Regions from separate parts of the Mus musculus genome. Here region 2 is linked to region 1. The links are chromatin contacts, called in public promoter capture Hi-C maps. All regions are on one chromosome and are shown on one strand. The core of a region is the stretch at or near the end of the contact, and the rest is flanking DNA. Distances in the headings are between cores, read along the strand shown.

Region 1 (4,823 bases), core at 1,018-3,517:
TAGAGATAGGTGTGTCCAATCTGTGGCCTACACACTGAATGCAGGGTCTTACGTAACCTAAGGTGGCTTCGAACTTGTGTAACTGAGGATGACTTTAAACTTACACTCCTTCTGCCTTCACCTCCCCAGAAATAGCATTAGAGGCTTGTGCCACCATGCTAGGTTTCACACGGTGCCTGAGATGGAACCCACGGTCTACCCAGTGACCTACAGCCCCAGTGGAGAGTTTGCAATTTCTATCGACTCTTATGTCCCCTTGAACAAGAAACTCAGCTGGTACCTATTAGTCAATATGTATTTAATGAATGAATATGTATTCATAAATACAAAGTGCTTTTTGGCCAGTCCTATAACCCCAGCACTCATGAAGCCCACTCAAGAGGTACCAGCCTGGGGTACATCATGAGAAATTACATCTCTCACCAAAAAAAAAGTTTGCAGAATACATATTAAATGAGGATGCTTCCATCACAGATGAGGTGGTCAGCGAAGATTTTGTCCTGGATAACTTAACTCACTTACATCCCAACCCTTCTCTTTGTGTGATATAACCAAAGGCAACAGAACACAAGATGAAATGGATGACGGAACCGAGAATCAAAGTTAGTCAGAACAGAAACTTTTAGAGAAGACCACGAAGTCCTTCATTTACATGGGGGAAAGAAAGAAAATTCAAGGTATTTAATTACAGCAGGGTGGAGAACTGCTTGATGAAGCAGTAGCTTTCTCTGGATGCCAGATGACCTCCGTAATGTAACCAGTCTTTCAGGACTCCCCACACCTGCTCACTCTGCTCCCAACATTGCAAAGGCCTTGGATACAATACATTCAGAAAGGTAGTTGTTTTCTTTCTTTTCTTTTTTTTTTTTTTCTAAAAGGAAAAAGAAATGAGAAGCTGGGGTAGGAAGCAAAGCAAACAGGAGAGGGGAGCTTTGAGGCTAATGCTTAGAGATCAGACATTTTTTTCCTCAAAGGGAACCTGTTTTTCAGAGGCGTCAAGAATAGTTCTCGGAGGACCTGGGGGGCACTCAGACAAAGCAGCACCCCCATCCCCTCCAGGAACCTTCTCAGTGCTATGTTTAGCAGCAGCTCCTCTCAAGCCAAGCCTGCCCATTATCAAAACAGCCTTTTTATCCTCAGGGATAAAACACTAGTCACTGCTCCCCACAGGGAGGACGTTAAAGCTGTGCACAGAGATGGCAGGAGTAGGGGCATGCGGTCAGCAGAACCTGACTCACAGGGGGACATACTGTGACCCCTGCAGTGGAACATGCTGGGACTGTTGGGACAGGGCCCAGTGGTGTGTCTGCCAGGAAGACACAGGTGTCCCTGTCTAGGTACCTGCTGGGTGGTCAAGGGTTACTGCTGAGTTCCCGCCAGGACATGCAAAGGCTCGGCACAGTCCAGCAGTTCTCCTGCACCGACCCAAGACAGCCTTCATATTCTGTCAAAAGTGCTCGAAAATTCCAGTTCCTGTGTTAGGTGTGCCTGCCATCCCAACCAAAGTTAGGCTGAGACAGGAGGTTCAAAAGCCCAAGGCCAGCCTGGTATAATTTGGTGGGACTTTAATTTTGTTTGCTCATTTGTTTTGTTTTGTTTTAGAAAAGGTCTAGCTATGTAGCCCTGCCTGTCCCGGAACTCATGTAAACAAGGCTGACCTCTGACTCAGAGAGACCTGCCTCTGTTTCCTTAGGGCGGTGAATAAAGTCATGGGCCACTATGCCTAGCTGAGATCATATTTTGGAAAGAAATTCTTAAAAAGAAAATAGCTAGGGCTGGAGAGATGGCTCAGCGGTTAAGAGCACTGACTGCTCTTCCAGAGGTCCTGAGTTCAAATCCCCCCAACCATATGGTGGCTCACAACCATCTGTAATGGGATTTGATGCCCTCTTCTGGTGTGTCTGGAGACAGCGACATTGGACTCACATAAAATAAATAAAACAAATCTTTTTTTTTTTTTAAAGAAGAAAAAGAAAATAGCTTTTTAAATCTACGCACATACAAGAAATCAGAATTACACTCAGCGGATCACAACAAGCAAACACACCCACAAGAATCAAATCAAGGCCACGAAAATGGGACGGGGTTGGGAGAACGAAGGACTCGTACATAGGCAGTAAATTGTCAAGTAATAATAAAAGTGCGAAGGAAGAGAGAGCAGAGGACGAGGGAGGGAGAAAGACAAACGTTAAGAGAAAAAGAAAAGAGAAAGAAAACCTACGACGGTACGAAAACACAATCGGCTCGCAGAACCAGAGGCCAAAGACAATAATTTCCGGCCTCCCGCTACTTTTTCCGTCGGAAGTCGCCTCCGTCGCGGGCACTGATGACGCCATGGACGCGCCGGAAGTCTTGGGGAGCGCTCCGCTGGGGTCCGCCGGCAGCGGCGGACGGTTGGCCCGGTTTGGGGTAAGGCGGCTCCGGAAGGCTCTGTGACACCCCGGCTGGGCGGCGGCCGTCGGGACCCCGTGTTTGAGTGAGAGCACAGTCCTCTCCGAGCCCCCTGCATCCCGCTCGCTGTGTCCCCTCCTCTTCCAGTCGTTGTCCGGGCTCCGGACGTAGTTGCCGTCTCCCAGCCTGCTTCCGAGCCTCCCTTGTCTCCTCTGAGCCTGATGCGTCCGGGATCTGGTTGTGGGATGGGCTCCATTCACCACTGCCCTTCCCTGGTTCCCCGCAGCTGCAGATTCTGTGACCTCAAGCATGCAAGGGCCTTGAATAATGTACCCGGAAAGTGTCCAGCAAAGGGAAACGACTGGGGCCCTACCCCATGTGGACAACCTCACCATGCGTCTGGACCCCGGTGTGGGCGCCTCAGTGATAGGCGTAGTGACAGTGACAGTGACAGCTAGAGGGATGATAGACCCCCAAACTAGTGGACTTTGAAGTTTTCTTCCCAGGTCAGCAGCGGTACAGCATCCTCTACTTCTGAATGCCTTTCACAGTGCACTCTGCCATGGAGACTTATTCAGCAGTATGTAAGTGTTGCGTTTGATTGTCTCCGCAGCCGGTTCCAGCCTCCTGGAACAACCATGTCGCCAGTTTTGCGCGTGCCAAATTCACGGCGCTGCCCAAGCGGAGCTGCTATCTGAATTCTCCTTGGATGTGGCAAAGGGAAATGAACGCAAAAGGTGCCGCTGGAAGTGTCCGACCTAGAGAAATATGTAGACCGGAGCCCTGTTACCTTGTGAGAATGGCATTTTTTTGTTTGTTTCCTTTTTGTTAATAGTTTCTGTTTTGATTCTCTGCGTTGGAATTTTGGTCCAGAATCCTGCCTCGTAAAGCCAATGTCAGTGTTCCCAGTTTCTTAACACGGGCTTTTTATATTTCATCATTCTGGTCTGGAGGGTGATGGGTGACATCATGACCACTGACCTGTTAAATATGCCCAAGTTTGGGTGTGGGACCCTGACTACCTCTAGGAGTTGCTCATTCTGATGAGGTCGGCGCAGGTTCTTTTGCAGGACTTTATCAGTATCCATGTGAATATTTAAAGATGTAAAAGGGTGTATTGCTGGGTGTGGTGGTGCACTTCTGGAATCCCAACCCTTTGAAAGCTGAGACAGGAGAATTCTGAGTTCCAAACTAGCCTGGCCTGCATAGTCAGATCCTGTCTCAAAAAACAAGGGGTTGGTGGGCTGGGAGCTCGCTCGGTGAGTGAGGGTGCTTGCTGTGCAAGCACAAAGTCCTGAGCTTGGATCCCCAGCACCAACGTGAGTGTGCTTTAATGCATGTCAGCCTCGCCACAAAACGTTGAGCTCCAGGTCCGAGCTACAGATCCCAGAGGCTCTCAGTCTTCCTAATGCTGTGACCTCTTAATACAGTTCTTCATGTTGTGGGGACCCTCGGCCATAAAGTTACTTTCCTTGCTACTTCACACGTGTGATTTTGCTTCTGTTACAAATCCTAATGTAAAGGTCTATCTATGCTTCTGGTTTGGCAGTGCAGATCTACAGTCCAGCATGGGGGAGGGGGACAGTAGGCTCTGTTGGGCTTGCTGGCCAGTCAGTCTAGCTGAGCTTGTGAGCTATAGGTTCAGAGAGGATAGGTTCAGAGAGGGAGCACATCATACAAGCTGTGGTAAGGGGCTGGGGTGGTGGCTATCTTATAGATTGCTTGCCCAGCATACGTGACATGAAGTCCTAGGTTCAATTCTCAATATTGATGGGGGTGGGGTGGGAAGGAACCCACTAGACTTGAGGTTGTCTTGACCAATACTTTGTATGGAGAGCTAGCTTAGCGAAGTACTTGTCTTGCAAGTGTGAAGACCAGAGTTCAAATCTCCAGAACATATGTCGAAGCCTGATGTAGCAGTATGTGCCTATGTAATCCCAGTTTTCCCACTGTGAACTGGGAGAGTCCTCAGAAACACACAGGCCAGCTAGCCTGGTGGACACCATGGAGAGCAAGCAAGAAACCCTGTCTCAAACAAGGTGGAGGGTGAGGACTAACACCAGAGGTTGTCTTCTGACTGCCACATACACCTTAGGGTATATATCAACACACACACACACAAATTCTCAGAAACTAAAAGTAAGTCTGGGGGCTGGTGAGATGGCTCAGTGGGTAAGAGCACCCGACTGCTCTTCCAAAGGTCCAGAGTTCAAATCCCAGCAACCACATGGTGGCTCACAACCATCTGTAACAAGATCTGACTCCCTCTTCTGGAGTGTCTGAAGACAGCTACAGTGTACTTACATGTAATGGATAAGTGAATCTTTTAAAAAAAAAAAAAAGTAAGTCTGGGCATGGTTACACACACCTTTAATCCTGGTACTTGTGATGCAGAGTCAGGTGGATCTCTATTGAGGCCAGCTTGCTCTATG
Region 2 (4,823 bases), core at 1,692-4,191, 170 kb before region 1:
ATTCTGGCTGGCCTAGAACTCACTTTGGAACAGGCTGTGCATGAGCTGGCAGAGAATGGTCTGCCCCTGCTCTGAATGCTGGGATAACAATGCGCCCCCTACAGGTATACTTAGTATCCTACAGGGTTTCCCTTCAGGCTTACTTGCCCCCCTTTGGAGATTTGTTTGGAGACAACATCTCGTGTAGCAAAAGATGGCTTGGATCCTTTAAAGTTGTGACCTCCAGTGTCTGGTCCTCCTGCCCACATCTAAGTGGTGAAGATAACAGGCCCAAGCCACCACCATACTTTTTTGTTGTTTTCTGGATTTTTTTTTTATTTTTAATTGTGTTCTGTGCTTGTTGGATTCCGTAATGTATGTAGTTCTTAGTAACCAGAGAGACAAGGCAACTTGATTTAGAATGGAAAGGTGAAACCTCATCACCCCTGGGTACAGTAGTCCATGCTTGTAATCCCAGTGTCCTGACTGACACGGGGAAATGGCACACTGGAACTCAGCAAGTTCCTGGCTCTCAGGAATCCCACACCTTCCTTGCAGGCTTTTGATGGTATACCAACTACTTTATTTATTTATTTAAATTCCCCTGAGCCTACCACCTGGCTCAGAGGTCTGATAATGTGAGAATTAAGCATACATAAGAGTTAGTGATCAGCTAGCTCATGTATCCATGAGGGAGGGGCTGCAGTGCCAGCTCAGAGGACACTCAGGCTGTCCTAGTGACCCCGGAAAGACGCAGGCAAGTATAAAGTGCTCATCTGTTGTCTTAAAGTTCAGACTCGTGTAAACAGCAGGATGGGAGCCCATCAGGAGCAGGGGCCTTGCAGACCCACTAAGGGTCTTCAGATGTAGACTTCTTAGGTGGCTTATGCCATGGGCTGGCCTACAAGTCCCAACACCTATGCGTGTTCCCAACTCCGGATCCTGTTAATACTATGGTTAAAAGTGGTTCCATAGGCCAGGCAGTGGTGGCCCATGCCGTTAGTCCCAACACTCAGAGGCAGAGGCAGGCAAATCTGAGTTTTGAGGCCAGCCTGGTCTACAGGGTGAGTCCAGGACAGCCAGCGCCACACAGAGGAACCCGGTCTTGAAAAATCAAAACAAGCAAAAAAAAAAAAAAAAAGAAAGAAAGAAAGAAAAGGTTGTATAAATTGTATGGTCATTTTGGTGTCCATTTCTGCAGGGACCCCTCAGGTAACTGTTGATAGACAGATACCACCATACCAGCCTCACAGAAGCCACGCACAGTCAATCAGTCTTAAGAAAAAAACAAAAGCAACAACAAAAAAACCTCCTGAAACTGCCAGTCCGTTGTACCGGTCAGGGTCCAGTAGAGCTGACTACGGTACACTTGAGCCGCCTTGCCCTGGGCAGGAGACGCAGGCTGTCCTGTCGGCAAGCACTCTGTCCAGGGCCCGAATCATGACGTCAGGCATGTGGTCAATCAGCATCTTTGGGCCTATCAGGATCTTACTGAATTCTGCTTCGTGTGCCCACCTCGCTCTGTACTGGGCAGCAGAACAGCAGCCAAACCTCGAACAGAAGAGAATATCCATTAGTGAGGCTCCACATGGGGCAGATCTGAGTCGCCCTCAGTGGGTGGGCGTGACTCGAGGGTCACCATACTCACCTCCCTGAACCACCCTCCTCTTCCAGGTGGATGATCCTGCCAGGTGGGTACAGAGTGGGGTACTTGGTGGGGGAGTCCAGTGGGGAGTCGCTGGAACAGTAGCCCGGGGAGTATCGGGTTAGAAGTGTCTGCTCTCCAAGAAGAGGCTGAGTCAGGGCCCCCTGGGTGCCCTCATCCAGTTCAGTTGGAAAGTTATCAGGGCTTCCTCCGAACAGTCCGTACCAACAGCCATGCAGCAAGATCTTGTACTAAAAGGCGAGATCCAAGGGCTAGGTTGGTCTGGTGCTGGGTGGCAGCCTTCAGGCAGCCCTGTTTTACCACAACCATAGAGCCACCGTACTTGGAGCAATAGCCAAAACCCAAATCGTGACACACACACGTGTGTGTGTGTGTGTATATATATATATATATGTATGTGTGTGTATATGTGTGTGTATATACATATATGTGTATTTACATGTGTGTGTGTGTGTGTGCTAGAGATTGATCCCAAAGCTAAAACGTATACGTACTAAGACTGTATCACTGAGCTAACCCAGGAGATGGGTGCTACTTTCTAAAAAACTATTATCGAGAAAGCCTTGAATTCCATCCTCAGCACCATATACAACCAGGTACGGTAGTGCACACCTGTAATTCTGCACTTGGGAGGTAAAGGCAGAAGTTCATGGTCAACGGCTACACAGTTCAAGGCCAGCCCAGGTTACCTGAGACCCTATCTCAAGCAAAAACAAAAAAGCCAGTGGTGGCCTTTAATCCCAGTACTCAGGAGGCAGGGGGAGATTCGGGACAGCCTAGCGCTACACAGAGAAACCCTGTCTCACAAAAACAAAAACCTTAGATGTCTGGTAAGAAGCGAATATTAAAATTTCTGGTTAGCAACAGCATTTTTTTAAAGGGCAAGAAAATAAAAGCACCTACAGCCCGTGATACACACTTTGGCAGTGGTTTGAATACTGTCAAAACTCCCACGGACACAGATCTAGTCTTTATGAATATTGATCACATTTATTTTATGTGTTTCTGTGGTTGGCATGGCACATGTGTATGGTGAGGGTAGAGGGTCAGAGGACAAACTGTGGGACCTGGCTGTCTCCTCCACCCCCTTGGGTTCCAAGGGCTGTCCTCACACTGGGCTTGGTGCCACATGGCTTACCCACTAGGCTTCCCTCCCTCCTTCCCTTTCTAAAACTACCCAATGGCAATAGAACTAGGGACTCACACATGCTAGGCAACTGGTCTACCACTGAGCCCCAGCCCTGCCCCCTCCTTAGCTTCCTTTTGCTCTGCCTGGCCCGGCCTCACATTTTTGGCAGTCCTACCTCAGTCTCCCAGGTGCTGGGATTATAGGCCAACGCTAACTGTTGCCCCCCTCATGGCTATCAGCCTCTATTGGCTAAAGTCCTGTCTTCTCTTCCTGTGGGTGTGGGTTTGAACCTAGAGCCTCTTGAATGCTTAAGGAAGTGCTCTACCACTGAGTACACTCCCAAGCCTCTGCCATTAACACTTGTAATTACTTTTTTCTTTTTTAAAGTTAATTGTATGTGTGTGGAGATGAAGACTGGAGGGAGGTCCTCCCCAAACCATGAGGAGTGAATGCTGGTCAGACAGTCTGGCAAGCAAGCTGGCCCTAGAACTTCTCATAGTCTGTACGCGTCAGCCTTTGTCTAAGGCTGGGAACACTGTCACTGAAAGCCTGGGAGGATGGTCACAGCAGCCTGGACAGTAGCATTTCCCAGCTGTCACTCTGCATCTCAGACAGCAGAATCCCACAGAGGTCTGTTCACAGGGCAGAAGGAGACAGAGCAGGAAGTGTGCTGGCCAAGAGGCTGCAGCTGCGAGCCACTGCACCGGCCTGCCCCGCTGTGTGGGACCCCTCCTGCATGCCTCCTCCTGGCTGAGCCGTTGTTACCTTCGGCTTATTGCAGTTAGCGATCACTCTCAGGATCCTCCTCTTGAGGTCCTCCATGTTGGTCACACTTAACCTGTTTGGTAGAGAGAGCAGACTGAGCTCAGCACTCGGGGGTTGACAAGAGCTTGGACCTCTGGGCCAACCTCAACGCACACTGACCTGGGGATCACATCCATCCCTAGGATAAGCGACACGACAAAGTCCTTGGAGTACTCGTAAAGGGATTTGCTGGAATTCAAACAAGAGACAAGTCAGTCTAGGTTCTGCTGCTTCAGAGGGACAATAGAACAGCTGCCGGGGCAAAGTCAAAGCCCCAGGACACATTCAAGAAGAGAACGTGCCGGGGCGTGGTGGCGCACGCCTTTAATCCCAGCACTTGGGAGGCAGAGGCAGGCGGATTTCTGAGTTCGAGGCCAGCCTGGTCTACAAAGTGAGTTCCAGGACAGCCAGGACTACACAGGGAAACCCTGTCTCGAAAAACCACAAAAAAAAAAAAAAAAAAAAAAAAAAAAGAGAGAGAGAGAGAGAATGTACAGCTAAACCCTCAGATGATCCCTGGGACCCAGCAGACCCAGATGGCACAACCTCCCAAGGTGCCCTGGCAGTTTCTAAGCAGGCAGAGGCAAGAGGCTAGCCATAGGTCAGGCTGGCCCAGGGCGCTGACACAGGCCTGTGATCCCAGCCACTCAGGAGCGTGAGGCACGAAGACCGGCCTACCAGGGCTAGACTGAGTTCAAGGCCAGACTGTGTTCCTATCAAGCATTTAAGCAGTAGAGGGAGAAGGTTTGAGAACTGGGACTGACCAGCCTGGGCTACATAGTTAAGAAACTATCTAGAGAGCATTAAAAAGGAAACATGTAAGTAAAATATAAAGGTGAATAGCACCTAAGAAACGTAGACTTCTGGTGCAAAGGTCTCTTTTGGAGAGAATAAGAACTTGGGAACTGTGTTGACGACGAATTAGAAAACAAAGCTAAGTAACACCAAAAGGCAGGCCTCAAATCGCGCTTGCAATGCAAGGCTTCCAGTCTGGGCACACCTACAGGACCAGCACTCATGAAGCTCAAGTGGGGAGATCAAGACTCTGAGCCTAGCTGAGCTCCATGATGAGATCCAGGCCAGCATGGGCTACACTGTAAGACCTGGTCTCACACCAAAACCAAACACATCCCACACTGTTTCTGCATCTCTGTCTTCCTTGTATGAGTTATACCTCAACACAAGCAGAAACTTGGTTCTGACCTTTGTAGGTCACTCAGCTAAGCGGTGCAGAAGGACCTGAAA

The links. Promoter capture Hi-C pulls out the DNA fragments that hold promoters and counts their contacts.
Region 2: a promoter capture Hi-C map of neural stem cells shows a contact between it and region 1. The contact joins the enhancer-like site here to the promoter of 0610040B10Rik in region 1. A contact is called at or near these places in 2 of 39 promoter capture datasets (the C10 cell line and neural stem cells), 1 of 15 datasets of contacts at CTCF or cohesin (hippocampal excitatory neurons), 12 of 484 Hi-C or Micro-C datasets (the G1E-ER4 cell line, cerebral cortex, cortical neurons and 6 more), 5 of 115 datasets of contacts at active chromatin or transcription factors (the SCID.adh cell line, effector CD8 T cells, embryonic stem cells and 2 more) and 2 of 9 other capture datasets (liver and pancreatic islet).

The regions. Positions count from the first base shown.
Region 1 is chr5:143,326,752-143,331,574 of GRCm38.p6, reverse strand. It overlaps 0610040B10Rik (RIKEN cDNA 0610040B10 gene), which reads right to left and starts at 2,267. Exons shown (of 2, transcript NR_027874.1): 1 at 2,222-2,267. It overlaps Zdhhc4 (zinc finger, DHHC domain containing 4), which reads left to right and starts at 2,337. Exons shown (of 8, transcript NM_028379.5): 1 at 2,337-2,409; 2 at 3,005-3,184.
Region 2 is chr5:143,499,914-143,504,736 of GRCm38.p6, reverse strand. It overlaps Daglb (diacylglycerol lipase, beta), which reads right to left. Exons shown (of 15, transcript NM_144915.3): 12 at 3,699-3,767; 13 at 3,540-3,612; 14 at 1,628-1,875; 15 at 295-1,530. The coding sequence ends at 1,338. Among named protein-coding and RNA genes, the nearest start is that of Rac1, 26 kb to the left of the region's middle. Within about 2 kb of position 2,941, at least 26 of the 459 cell types and tissues checked have an H3K27ac peak or open chromatin away from gene starts, as enhancers often do. A contact at or near this core is called in cerebral cortex and neural stem cells, where this site is marked.